Regions from separate parts of the Hordeum vulgare genome. Here regions 1 and 3 are each linked to region 2. A link is a contact called in public Hi-C data. All regions are on one chromosome and are shown on one strand. The core of a region is the stretch at or near the end of the contact, and the rest is flanking DNA. Distances in the headings are between cores, read along the strand shown.

Region 1 (4,919 bases), core at 1,150-3,649, 210 kb before region 2:
ATTGTCACATCATAATATGAGTACTACTACTTCCATTATAGATAGTTTTACGGTTTATTGGAGCAGTCAGCTGCCTCCTCCACCCACCCTGGAGCCGCCATGAGGCATCACCTCCTTCACATCCCTTCATACTATTTCCAAATTTAAGGTAGGCCTGTCGGTTCAAACGTTTAGGATAAAGTGAAGGTTCGGTTAATTTTCTTTTTTTACGGGACACTGACGTTACGAACGTCTAAGAAAAAGGTAAAGGGTCTGGCTGAAGATGCTCACTGAGGAGAGCAACGTCCGCTAAAAACGGAAGCAACACCGGCTTCACGGCAACCACGCCTTGCGCACACATCACAAAACCCACGCCATACCGTCACCGTCCATGAAAAAATGCGGCAAGAAACGCGTGATCATTCATATCCATCCCGATGCTGGCGACAAAATTCATCTGTACATACACAACAGACATGCTGTTCTCTCTTCAAAATAGTAATAATCCACGTAATATTACATTAGACACATTACATAAGACATGCAGCAAGAAGAAGAAGAAAGAAAAGATGGCAGGTCAGGTAGGGTGGCTAGACGTGGGTGCAGGATTTCTTGAGGGAGACGACCTTGCCCAGCTTGGTCGTGTCCAGGCGGACGCTGCACTGCACGTTGTTGTAGAAAGTGGGCTTGACCAGCTTGCCCAGCACGCCCGCCCGCGCCCTGATCCTTAGCGTCAGCTGCAGCGGCACCGGCGGAGGCGGCACGCCCTTAGGCCCTGGCGTGCTGCTCAGCCCCGCGCCGCCGCCGTACAGCGGCACCTTACTGCCCACCACCGTCACCGCCACCTTGCGCTGGCTCTTCCTTGGCTGGTAGAAGTACTTCATCTGTCACAAACAGTTGGATCAGGATTCAGAAGTACTGTCTTTAGACGGTTTTGTAGCATGAGTTCACAACAGGAATGGGATCTCAACCCAATTACCAAAAAGAAAAAGAGAAAGGAAGAATACGAAGTTGATTTCTGTAAATACTGTATATATGAACTGGATGACAGCAACTCGGGATGACGATGTCCTGTTCGAGTTTTTCAACAGTGTTGAGTGGCCTCTGCTTTTGTAGCTATCAGCAGGACGTTGTCATGGCTAAAAAACACCCGTTTGTTTTGGTCAATGTGCAGCTGTGGTCCAAAGTTCGCAATCTAGAAACCACAAGACTGACTTCTTGCGTTTCCAATGTGAAAATGTGCATTCACAATACGACTCTTTGACGTAAATGTACCGCTTAAATTTTTTATCTTGACAAGAAATTAATCGCCTCGGTTGTTCTCCAAGCTGAGGATTACTACCATTGGATCCGTCCATCAGACGAGATCGATCAAAGAAACAGAGAATCGGTAGTACGAGGATGCGCGCGTGAATGAATGAATGCTTACATCGCCGGAGGCCATGAGGAGCTGGGAGTAGTAGAGCGTGACGGGCTGCGCCGTGACGTGCACGCCGAAGAAGCTCCCCGTGTTGCGGAACGTGAGCCTGACGGTGGCGTTGATCGTGGACATCTCCGTGGGCACCAGCGACGCGTCCGTCCCCGCCTGGATCACGAAGTTGTGGAACGTCACGCTCTGCGCAATCAACGCAGAGGAACCATCAGTTGTTGCAAGACAAGATGAATCACGAATCCGGCGACACGGAGGAACTGAGTGAGAGTACGTACGTTGACGGAGACGACAGGCTTCTGGTTGCGGCTGGCGCCCCAGAGGACGAGGGCGAAGAAAGCGAAGAGCACGAGGAAGGCGCCGACGAAGCCGAGCCCGTAGCGCACCTTCTTGGGGAGAGCGGAGAAGCCGCCGGCGCGGCCGTCGGCGTCGTCGTCGTCCTCCATGAGGAGCCCTTCCTCCTCGATGGCCGCCTCCTTCATCCAGGGGCTGCGGCGCGCCGCCTCGCCGCCGCCGCCGCCACCCCCGCCGCGCTTCCCGCCTCCGCCGGCGACGCCGCGGCGGGAGGAGCCGGCGGAGGGGACCTTGCCGGAGAAGCGCGAGGAGGAGGACTCCCTGGAGTGGTTCCCGAGCGAGCGCGGCGGGGACGCGGCCGGGGAGGAGTGGAAGGAGGAGGCGGCCGTCTTGGAGTGGTTCTCGCCGTCGTCGTGGCTGGGCGACTGCACGTAGTAGGGCGCCCGCGGCGGCGACGACGGCGCCAGGCTCGACGTCACCTCCGAGTCGGTCTTGGCGTGATGCATTGCGAGAGCGTCCGGCGTCTCGTCGTGCGTGCGCCCTCTCTCCTCTCTTCTCCCCTTGGTGAGTGTTGGTCGTCGTCTCCTTGGGCGCGGCCACGTGCGGGGTTGGCTCTTGTAGCGAGCGTGGATGTGTCGTGTGTGCAGTAGTGCTCGCCCACCTCTGTCTGGCGTGGGTTTGTGGCGTGCGCGGAGGGTCGGGTGGGTCGGGGCGGACGTGTTGGGAGATGTGCGTCCGCGTCCCGGGATGACTTCCGGGGGCGGGGCGGGGCGGGGCGGCGGCACCCGGACCCGGAGGACGCGGATCCGCTGCTGCTATAACGATAACGATGGGCGCTCCTACGCATTCGTCAACCGTATGTAGAGCGTGATCCCGAACGGGTGGGTTTAGCCGTTTAGGCCACTTGCTTTGCTTAATCTGGACCGTCAATTCAGGACCCGATCGATTTGCTTACGCGCTAAGTTTTCCCTTCTAACTGAGATTGACTGGTGGTAACGACATGGGGGTGGGGTGGTTGCACCGATGACCACAAAGGGTTTCGCAGCCGTCATTAGTTAACGCACTATCAAATCAAGAAGAACAAGAAAAGTGTCTTTACAAATCCAATCGCTATCCATGTAACAGGTATGGTATCTCTCATTTTTCTTGTTCAAATTGTTTACTCGAATCATAAAATAAAGAGAGAAGATATCGTGGATGTTGTGAGCTAATTAATCTGGCATCATAACATGTACTTAAAATTATGAAAAAGCTATGAAGTTGATGTCGATTCTTTACAATTTCCGAGTGAACGCTTTATCTACGGTAGCACGGATCTTAGCGCAAGACTGGACACCACGTCACTTTTTGCGGTCGTTTGCTCGGGCGGGTGGAATGGGCGATGGTAGCCCCAGATGTGATGATTGACGATGCGACGAGGATCTGGTGGCACGGGGACCCCACAACGGTTGTGCGTGATCGTATTTGGACCAATACACTTCTTGACTCAAACTCGTGAGAGGATCTTTAATGAACTATTCATTTCACAAAAGAAAAAAAAATTGTGAAGTAGCATGCAATCAACATTGGCCACATGAGGGAGAAGGCTAAGTATTTTTGCGAAGCTCTAGCAATGTGATGAGTTTGGTTTGATTCCACTTATGGAGTTCAATAGTGACTTTGATGGTACTTTGGTGGCTCAGCTCTTTGCCACTGTCCACTTTGCAATGATGAAGCTCGGGCACTCATTTGAATGACTAAGGACAAACACTTCTCTGCTCTTTGGAGGGGTTTTGTTTGTATTCTCGGTTATGATGACAAGGGCTTAGAGGAAGCTATGGACTTTTGCCCTCATAAAGTTTCAGAATGCCGATAACAAGGATGTGCTTATGGATCTTTATGTGCAAGGGAGAGGTGTTGCAAGTCATTCCATTTGACGCCCTCGATTTGATCGTACAGTAATCATATACGCAAACGTGTACGATCAAGCTCAAGGACTCCTAATCAATATCACAACACAACTCTATACACAAAAATCAAACATAAAGGTATATATGACAAGCCAAGCCACGAGGGCTTGAGTACATTAGTTAGCGGAAGCAACAACTCCTGAGTATAGACATTAAGTAAACAAGTTTTGTCTTAAGAAGGCTAGAACAAAAGATACACTAATCGAAAAGGCAAGGCCTCCTGCCTGGGTGCCTCCTAAATACTCCTGGTCGTTAGCGACCCCCACGTAGTAGTAGGCTCCATCGGGATAGTAGCTGTCGTCGACAATAGCATAAGGCTCGTGGGATCCTCCATCTAATCGCAACAATCGGGTAGAAGAACATAGGGGAAAAGGAAGCAAAGCGACTGTGAGTACTCATCCAAAATACTCATGAGACTTACATCGGGTCTAAACTACATATGCATTAGTATCAAATAAAAGGGATAGTATATGTGGACTAAACTGTAGCATGCCAGAATAAAGGGGGGAAGCTAGTCTTGTCGAAGACTACTCTTCTCGTAGCCATCATCTTGCAGCATGAGAAGAGAACAGATTTCATAGTAACAAGTATCAACGTATAGCAATAATCCTAACTCAGAGATCCTCTCCTCGTCTCCCTAAGAGAGAGAGCGATCGCCGAGTTGTATTTGTCACTTGTCTGGATGTATTTTATTAAGTATCCAGTTCTAGTTTTAAGAGATCGGAATACAACTCCAAATCATGTTATCGTGGACACATCTATTCGAATAGTTAATTCATCCCTGCAGGGGTGCATCACATTTTCCCAACATGCTTGATACCCTCTGGCAGGATACACTTTCCTGGGTCATGTCCGACCTCGGGACATCAACACGTTGTAGCCTCACCTAGACTCAACAGAGAGGCCAGCCTGTCGGACTAAATCCTATGCATGCATGGGTCTTGGGCCCATCGCCCTTTGTACTCCTGCATGTTGCGTGGGCGACCGAGATCAGTCCTGACGACCTCCTTTACAAGGCAGGTGCTTACGCAGACCACTCGGGCGCGCGCCACTCCAATTCTGACGTACGAAGAGCTTCGGCTGATACAACGACGACGAGTACCCATAACTGTTCCCGCGTGAAGTTAGTGCGTATAGGTCAATCGACCAACTCAGATCAAATATCCAAACTTGTTAAGCGTGTTATTATGAAATAATTGCGGACAACGACCAGGGACCAGGCCCACCTCTCTCCTAGGCGGTCTTAACATGCCCTGTCGCTACGCCAC
Region 2 (4,568 bases), core at 876-3,375:
AGTAATGCATGGCCAACATTTTGTTAAGTGCACTGACGGGAGAAAATTGGAACCTTGAAGAGCACTCAGCCCCTGAACACTAAAAAAGCAGCCCGCTGTATCAAGAGTAGATATGTTCCCTTGACTCACAAAAGCAACAAAGGCAGCATCACGACAGGTATTCAATGTGACATTATCTTGTTCTCCCACAAGATGGCGGAGGTATGACAAACCAGAATTTAAGCATTTCTTGCAGCTAACGTCATCTGGAAGTGAGGTTGCACAATTTCTAGTCACGTCACTGAAATTCGGGGACTTTAACATTTGGAGGATAGTAGTCATCCCAACACACTGATAGGACGCCTGAATCTTGATCCCAAGGCCACAAAATGAAGCTGCGGTCGGAAGTATCCCATTGGACACGAAGGTGTCTGAGATATTGCTAATACATGCATCGGCAAGTTCAGATGGAACACCAAGAGTGCCTGTTCTGTTCGCATACATTGCAGATGAGACCGCGAGGACGGCATTGATATAGCGGCAACACTTTGAGTGTCCATTCTGATCCGAGCATACAGAAGCTATCAGCGCAAAGTTCGGCCAACTGAAATCCAACGGACAATCTGCACGATCAAACAACAAACATGAGTACCGACGCAAATATGTAGATACATGATTGGCTGGCCTATAATCATAAACTTTTGAAAGAGGAGACTCGTCATTCTGTATCTTTGCTAAATTTCGCAAAACAGATGTCACACTCACACAGAAAGAGCAAAATGTGTAATTGATGTAGTACAGCAAGCCAACACTTATGCTCACTGTGCTCGTATCTAGCAGAAGTGAAGTTAACACCATTGGGAACAGGCCACATGACCAGCAGTCCAGCACTAGCTGGGTACGTGCCTAATGGATTGCCTGTCATAAATTTCATATCCATATTTCTCTCATTAGATCAGAACCGCTACGAAAACGAATATAGAGTATTTGATGGTACACTCTAGGGTCTAGGCTAGCACATATAAGCGAAAAAACAACCCATGTGCACGTGAGGAACATCAGGCAAATCAAAAATATCTCGTGACATTATCAGCGGTTCAGTAACGCCAAATGGCAGGACGGAAATCCTCACGGACAGCCAAGTCCAACGGCTATTGAAATCCAAGAGCCATGAAAGTCCATCGGCCCAGTCGTACGTGTACAGCGATCCCATTAGGTAAGCGAATTGAATGGCCTGAGGAAGGACTCCAACGCGATGGGGAGTGAGCAGAGGCGGTCCCTCCCTGCTCCCCTTGCCAACTACACTGCGTCTACAGAAGAACTGAAGAAGGCAGGCGAAAAATGCGCCCCGTACCAGTCGTGCTTAGGGATTGTTCCCGGGCTAAGTGACTCCATCTCGCACCTAAAAATGCCTTCTGTTCGCGTTCGCCTCTCCTAAAAATGCCCTACTCCTGCAGGTACTGTACTAATGATATTCTGGGCTGAATCATTAGAGAAAACTGAAAGGCGTTAGGGACTACTCATCGGATGGGCGTCGGAAGGGGAGAAATCGAAAACAATGATTGAGCGAAGCGTGCCCGCAGCCGTCGCCGTCGCCGTCACCATCGCCGACCGATCCCCTCGAACCCGCCCCAGATACCAAATGCAGCTAATGCTGCTCCGCCACTGGAGCGGAGTGGGCTTCGACCAGTTGCTAGAGACGGGAACAGGTGAAGATATTACATGGGGCGGCGAGAAGGGTTTACCTGCCGCGATCGCCGCGGGCGGAAGCGGGGCCAGGAGCGCGACGGCGGCGGCCAGCGCCGCGCAGAGGAGCGGCCCTGGACGCCGCATCCGGGGGCCGGCGGCGCGGCACAGGCCTCGTATCGGCCGCGGCGAGGGATGAACAGGAGCGGAAAGGTGTGGGGTTTGTCCGGGGAGGGGAGGGGAGGGCGAGGAAGGAAGGAATGGGATGCCAGGCTGACGCTGCCCCGACGCCAACCCAATATGCTCTGAGCTTGTGTTGCTGCGAGCCTGCGACTGCGGCCGCCGCTTTTCTTCTTTGCTTTGCGGGTCGCAGCGCGGCGCCTTTTTTCTACTACCCGCGCCTGGGAGAGTGGGCGGGGGGCTTCGGGATGGGCTCCCTCCCGGTCACGGGCAACTGCGAATGCGAGCGACGCGGAGGATTTGGGGAGTCCGCTGCGCCTCCGCGGACCACGGGTGGGGTGCACATGGCGCGGTACTCTGACCCTCACCGGCCCAGGCGACCAAGCAAACCCCGACGCCGTATCCAAGGACCTGTACTGTGCGGGTGTGCATCGTTCGTGTCCTTTTGTGGCCGATGACCTGGTGAGCCCCAGATGCTTGCGGTCGATCACCCTCCAACTTGAGGTGAGGTGAGGGCCCTCGACGGTGGCCATTGAAACCATCCATGCACAAATCGATGGCGTGAACCAAAAAATCTCAGAATGATAAGTGTTACACGACTCACACAAAGCAAGTTGATCGAGACACCCCATCATCACGCATCTTAGGGCATCTTCAATCGTAACTTGTAAATTTGTTTTCGTATCCGTTCACAAACATGGATGTAAAAGTCCACCAAACAACCGTAGTCACATAAATTTCTAACATCATTCAAACTAACCAGTCGAATTCGTGCAAATAGGTCGATTATCAAAGTTTAGATAGAAAATAGCACAAACTATTCTACATAGAATGCAAAATCAGTTTAGTACATCAATGTCACAGATTCGACTAGATTAATCGGGCGTTCAATACGTTTTTCATCAACCGATCATCCCCTCCCACACATAACACCCCCCCCCCACCTCAGCAAATATGTAAATATCCGTCCCTCTGTCCTGTGATACACCACAGCAGCATGTGCATGCTACATAATGTATGAACCAACATTGAATGAATGAATCGTTTAACAAGTTAACAAGTTAAGCAAGAGGAAGCAAAACTCGCGAGCTCATCCTGTGCCGCATGCAACGGCCAATTTGCCTCCAACTCATGAATCACGTTAAAAGACTTGCAACGCTGTTGTGGACAGCGTACCAGCGATGCGACATGACCTCACACTGCGTGCTTGAAATATGTACATATCGTAGGGCGTAATGTGCTTTTCAGAAGTGAAACAATTCATGCACCTGCTGTTATAAGGTCTCCCTTGTGCTCGTGCCTTTGAATTCCATGGATACGTCCAACCACACATCACACAACAACTCATCCTTCAAGCTCGAGTAGCTCACCATCCTTCGCACTCTAAAAACAACATGGTGTTCGAAAATAAGCTCAATGGCATTTCATCAAACACGTGTGGGGCGTGGTATCCGCAATAGAGGGCGGCAGAGTATACCTAGGTACAAACGACTCCAGGATGGGCAGCGGTCACAGAGGCGAGGAGGCGCCTCTGTGCTGGTGCAATTGCGGACGTCCGGCAATGCCTCTGTGGCAGCTGGAGACGTACAACAGCGGCATCGGAGGTGAAGGCTGCGGATGCAAAGCAAGGAGGAGAAGCGACGGAGTTGAAGGAAAATGGGACGGGGAGGGGTGATTGGGTGGATCGGGGGTGTCGAAATCCACTATCGCATGTCCAGACTCCCATAAAGCCTCACTCGTTGCCTTCAATTTGCGGGAAGAAGTACGTCTGAATCGTCGTGCACACCTATACAGGGTCGCGTTAGATGGCTTCCATGGTTCGGCTGTATGCAGGCGGTTTGTGAGTCGCCTTTGGAGATACCCTTACCACATTATCGCATGCATGCATACACTAAAGTTGTCATAGTGTTTACACTAAAGTTCCCATGATATGTTTTCAATATTTAAAGCTACCCATGAAAATCTCTTCTTTTTTAGCCATGTCGAATAAACATGTGTTGCCAGGCCAAGTTTTGGAATTTTATTTGTGAACCATTGCAAATTTACTTCATGGATCATGGAAATTCTTTACCAATTCACCATGGAAAATTATATTAATTGACCATGATAGTTTATGGTTCATGTAAATTTTGAGTCATTGATCATGCATTTTAAATATGTAGTTAATGATGGGTTTATTTTTAATTATGGACCATCTACAAAATTATATCCTTGGCAGGTTTTAGTAATTCACCATGGCAAGTTCTAATTTCTTAATTCTATCTTTTTTAATAAGTCAAAATTTATTTTAAACATAGAAGTAAAGGTAGTTGAAACATATCATGACAACTTCAGTATAAACAAAATAAAAATTATGTGCAATAGTCATGACAACTTTGAACAAGCAAAAAAATAGCTGAAACATATCGATATGAGATTTAGTTTTGAATATCCCGTTATGACGGATTTGTTGTGAAAACTTTTTCAATCGGATTTTTTGTGTAAGATATAAAACATTTTATAACTAAAAGCCTAAAATATTTCCGCTAACAAAATCAGTTCGTCATTTGCGCATGCATGCCGTGATGTGGCGCGATATGTGGTGATGGGGGTGTTCAGTTCGGGGGTCCTCATGCCACACAAATGGAACATATCGACATCCTTTTTAGCACTTTTGCTTCGATACAACCCATAATTACAAGGACGCCAGAGATTAGCCCATATCCCTTCATAAAAAAGAACAG
Region 3 (4,689 bases), core at 1,561-4,060, 130 kb after region 2:
CTTCGTTAGCGACCAAGCGAGCCATGGATCCTTCTGATGATCCTTCAGTGGAATTCTCAATGAAAGCACCAATGTCAGTGTCAAAACCAGCATATCTCGAGTAGGGGGTCCGAACTATGGATCTTGGATCCAAGGTTGTCAGAATCGTGATTCTGAATCGGATCGGAGCTCTGATGTCAGGATCACAAATCATAGAACCTTCATTATCACGATCATAAAAACGTAGATTCTATAAACCAAAATTGTAGAATCAGAGGAGATTGTTCCGATCGTAAATTCATAGAATCGTACAACAGAATCGTGATTCTGATAACCTTGCTTGGATTGGTGGGTAATAGGAGACAAAGGAGACGGTGTTTACCGAGGTTCGGCTCTCTTGATAGAGGTAAAACCCTAGGAGTAGTGAGCTACCTTGCTCTGATGTCCTACTCTTGTTTATATTGATGGTGAAGTATCAAGTACATAGATCTACCTTGAGATCGTATGTTGTGGTCTAAACCCTAGGAGTAATGAGCTTAATTTGTCCTATGAACTAAAGCCTTCTAGTTTATATAGATACCAGGGGTGCAAGGGTTATACAACATCGGTTACATCAAGGAGGGAACACGCCGACCACCACATGATCATGGAGTACACGCCAAGTCTTCGGAAAAGTCCATCTGGAATATAGCATCACTTTATTTATCCGGAGTCCAATAATGATGTTACAATGGCCGAGGAGTCCGGTCCATGGAAATAGGTAAGCGGCCCGATGACCCCTTAGTACCGGACTCCCTCAATCCTCATCCATCTCCATCAAACCTATTCGCCGCCATTTCCATCTCCATAGTTTCCATCACCACCATAATTCATCCTTCATCACATCACATTTGGTCGTGCATCACACACAACATCCATTGTAAGACGTATTATCAATCAATCTCCATGATGTGTTCTTCAATGTGTTGTTCGTGTGATCTAATCTCCATGCGTGAGTAGTTCGGTAAGTTATGGGTTGATGAAAGATCCTTGTAGCCCATTGTATTTGTTGTGGGAATTAATGGAAGAGTTTTGAATCAACATTTCGTCTGTGTGAAATAAAATCGTTTCGTAGATGTCTCTTGTCCGGTGTGCGTTCTTCATTCTTGCACGTACCTAGGATCATGCAGAGCGAACCACTGAGAGGCTAAGGGCATGAAGACCGTGAAGTGTTATCCTAGACGCGAGTGACAAAAGGGTTTAGTACGGTAACATGGATCATATCTCTGAGGATTTAGGAGGTGTAGTTATTAAACACTCAAAGCTTTTATCCGGTTGTTGCAGTCTTAATTATCGGGGCAACCCCGCAAGAAGGATAGGGCCTTCGGTTGGACAATTGATTCTTGATGGAGGGCGCGTGTTGGTCAAGTTGTTATTAGGACACATCCCCCAATTCGGTTCGTAACAAGCACATCTCGATGGTGCCTTCCAGCACACAAATTAAGATCATTACTTGCTCCCAACACAAATATGTGGTTGTAAGCATTAAGATCTTATACTCGTACCTCTTATTATTATAAGTGTTCAACTCAAGGTAACCAATTTAGATCCGGTGAAAAGTTGAAATTGTTTCTTTAACAAAAGCTTGCTAGAGACCCTGGCTTCAAGGGAACCTTCCTCTCGTGCCCTCTATAACTCAAGATCACCTCTGAGGAAACATGTGTGGGTACTTTTTGTTCCATTTCGGTATCGCTAAAAGGAAGTATCATCCCGACAGATAGCAGCTCGCAGCACCTCTATCACCATGTCTTCCAACCGCCCATCAACACGGATTTTCACGTCACCTTGCAGTGGTCTAAGACTACCCATAATGAAGAGTAACATACACCTGACACTAGGCTATGTTACTATCTTTATAGTGGGTAGTAACATAACTGTGGTGTTATGCATAACTTTATTTATTAGGTTATAGACTCGTTTGGGATATGTGATGTTATGATAACTAGTTTGTTACTCAATTTACCTATCTTCTAATAAGCTCATTGTCGCACACAAATTTGTTGAATTAGACTTTATGTTACTCTTAAAGTTAGACTAACCATAATGGGAGTAACATAGATGGTAACATCACACATATATAGACAAAATAGATGGTGTGACAAGTAATTCATGCGGAAAAGAAAGACATGTGGTGACATAATATGTTACTCACACTATAATACCAGGCCAATATGAGCAGTCTATAATCTAATAAATGAAATGATGCGTGGCACCACGCATATGTTACTCCCCGTTATGGAGGTAATAACATAGATTAGTAACACTAATAAAAGTCATTTGGTGTCTTTGAGTTAAACTGTAAATGAGATCTCTTTTACCCTACATCAACTCCAAAAGCAGCTACAAAAGATATTAGATGGATTTCTTTTTTCATCACCAACATGTGGGGTGAAAGGTGTGTAGCAGATGCAGTGTGTGGATGACTTCAAGAAACTCCTCTCGACTTCATTTTGACGTGTGACCACCGGAGCAAAGCTCGGAAATTATAACCGTTCGATCAGTTGATTTTGGTATGATGAGCGGTAACAATTTACTCCATGAAGAATACCAACGGCTAAGACCATGCGGGGCGGTAACAATCTAGGCCCGAGCATCTAGGCCCGAGCATGGCCGTGGGCAACGTCGGGTCGGGCCTTTTCAGGCTGGGCCGTGCGGGCTGGGTTTCCATGGCGAGGTATGGTAAACATACTCCGACTGTTCGACATTGCCTGGCCAACGTAGCTGAACCGCGCCGCTCCGTCCCCCTGACTGACACAGGGGGCCAAGCGCAATGACAAACGCCGCAGCGAGGGACCAAGATCAGCGACGCGGAAAAACAGAGCGTAAACCACACACATAAGCAAGCGACGAAACCTGGAATGTCCGGCCTTACAAGCCACACAACACAGGGATTTGCAGGCTTGCTCCACCACAAAGCTTCCGCTGTCCGCCGTCTCCGGGAGGAACGTGGCACCAGCCGCGCGGCGCGGGGCAGAGCTCGGCGGAGGCGGGTGGCCGCGCGCGGCAAGAAGAATTGAGATGGCCAAGGAAACTGTGCTTCTCGCCGTGGCTTTCGCCGCCGCCGCCGCCTTGCTGTGCTCGCGCCCCGCCGTCGTCTCCGCTCGGAAGGTACGCTGACTGGTTGTTGAGGACTGACATTACGCTGGCTGGTCGTTGAGGGTTGTGATTGTGCTGCGCTCTCGTGGGCATGATCTCCGGCTGCCGCAGGTGGGCGAGACGTGCGCGCTGTCGCGGAACTGCGACGCCGGGCTGCACTGCGAGACGTGCGTGGTGGACGGCAACGTGCGGCCGCGCTGCACCCGCGTGACCCCCGTCGACCCGCAGAACAAGGAGCGGGGGCTGCCGTTCAACCGCTACGCGTGGCTGACGACGCACAACTCCTTCGCGCGGCTCGGCACCCAGTCCCAGACCGGGACGACCATCGTCACGGCGTTCAACCAACAGGACACCATCGCCGAGCAGCTCAGCGTGAGTCCACTGTCCACCCCGCTCCCGCTCTGCTCTCTCTTCCGTTTAGCTGCTGACCTGTGGGGCCGGCGAATCTACCGGAGTCCGTGTTAGAACCTGTCAGTGTGCGGCGGGGTGAGGTGTCCCCGGGCGCAGCACGTGGCAAAGAGGGCTCGTCCATGTGTCCAAGCAGCAGCGCACCTCCAGGCGCCGGTCTTTTTCTGTCGCTGGCTTGCGTGCACGCCCACACGCTTTGCTTGAAGCGTTGGCACGGCAATACTAACTGCAAGCATTGCCCATACCACACACATTGCATTGTGTATCCTTGTGTGGATGAGACGTGTGGTGTGTGCTCCAATTCGGGTAGCACGTCCATTCGAAATAAACACGATGTGGTCCGTGGCCGGGACCAGGACGAAATTACTTCAGTTCAAATTATTTCCCAAGGTAAAATTGGTGCCATTCTCAAGCTCAAGGGTTAGGTCCAAGTAATTGGATTTCTTGCGTCGCAGAACGGCGTGAGGGGCCTGATGCTGGACATGTACGACTTCCGGAACGACATATGGCTCTGCCACTCCTACGGAGGCGCCTGCCGAAACTTCACCGCATTCGTAAGCACCAACCAAGCTACTCCTCTACTAGGACCAATCTCGACCACAACACACACACACACACACAGTGACACAGACAAAGTAACAATGTTACGGTGGACAGACGCCGGCGGTGAACGTGCTCCGGGAGATCGAGGTGTTCCTTAGGAGGAACCCCTCGCAGGTGATCACGATCTTCATCGAGGACTACGTGGAGGCGCCTATGGGGCTCACCCGGGTGTTCAACGCCTCCGGCCTGACGCCGTACCTGTTCCCGGTGTGGCGCATGCCCAAGAACGGCGGCGACTGGCCGCTGCTCAGCGACATGGTCCGCGACAACCACCGCCTCCTCGTCTTCACCTCCAGGTCCGCCAAGGAGGCCGCCGAGGGCTTCGCACACGAGTGGGGCTACGTCGTCGAGAACCAGTGTACGTGCACGTCCATCACCATCGATCCGACTGCACACGTGACTGATTACCTAGGAAGGAGAACCTGACGATGTTTGTATCTATCCAATATCCATGCGCCGCAGATGGGAGCAAAGGGATGGTGAAGGGGTCGTGCCCGAACCGCGCCGAGTCGGCCGCCATGAACGACCTGTCGAGGTCGCTGGTGCTGGTGAACTACTTCCGGG

The links. A called contact is a pair of places that touch in the nucleus more often than the background predicts.
Region 1: a contact with region 2 is called in a Hi-C map of leaf, with 4 times the contacts expected there. The contact joins the promoter of LOC123430285 here to the promoter of LOC123426733 in region 2. A contact is called at or near these places in 3 of 6 Hi-C or Micro-C datasets (leaf and seedling) and 1 of 1 datasets of contacts at active chromatin or transcription factors (embryo).
Region 3: a contact with region 2 is called in a Hi-C map of leaf, with 3 times the contacts expected there. The contact joins the promoter of LOC123426732 here to the promoter of LOC123426733 in region 2. A contact is called at or near these places in 2 of 6 Hi-C or Micro-C datasets (leaf and seedling) and 1 of 1 datasets of contacts at active chromatin or transcription factors (embryo).

The regions. Positions count from the first base shown.
Region 1 is chr2H:477,095,342-477,100,260 of MorexV3_pseudomolecules_assembly, reverse strand. It overlaps LOC123430285, which reads right to left and starts at 2,399. Exons shown (of 3, transcript XM_045114157.1): 1 at 1,687-2,399; 2 at 1,409-1,594; 3 at 438-863. The coding sequence starts at 2,208. The coding sequence ends at 570.
Region 2 is chr2H:476,881,693-476,886,260 of MorexV3_pseudomolecules_assembly, reverse strand. It overlaps LOC123426733 (probable receptor-like protein kinase At1g49730), which reads right to left and starts at 2,125. Exons shown (of 9, transcript XM_045110609.1): 1 at 1,725-2,125; 2 at 213-602. The coding sequence starts at 1,812.
Region 3 is chr2H:476,752,602-476,757,290 of MorexV3_pseudomolecules_assembly, reverse strand. It overlaps LOC123426732 (PI-PLC X domain-containing protein At5g67130-like), which reads left to right and starts at 2,810. Exons shown (of 7, transcript XM_045110606.1): 1 at 2,810-3,126; 2 at 3,226-3,486; 3 at 3,978-4,076; 4 at 4,180-4,483; 5 at 4,588-4,689. The coding sequence starts at 3,037.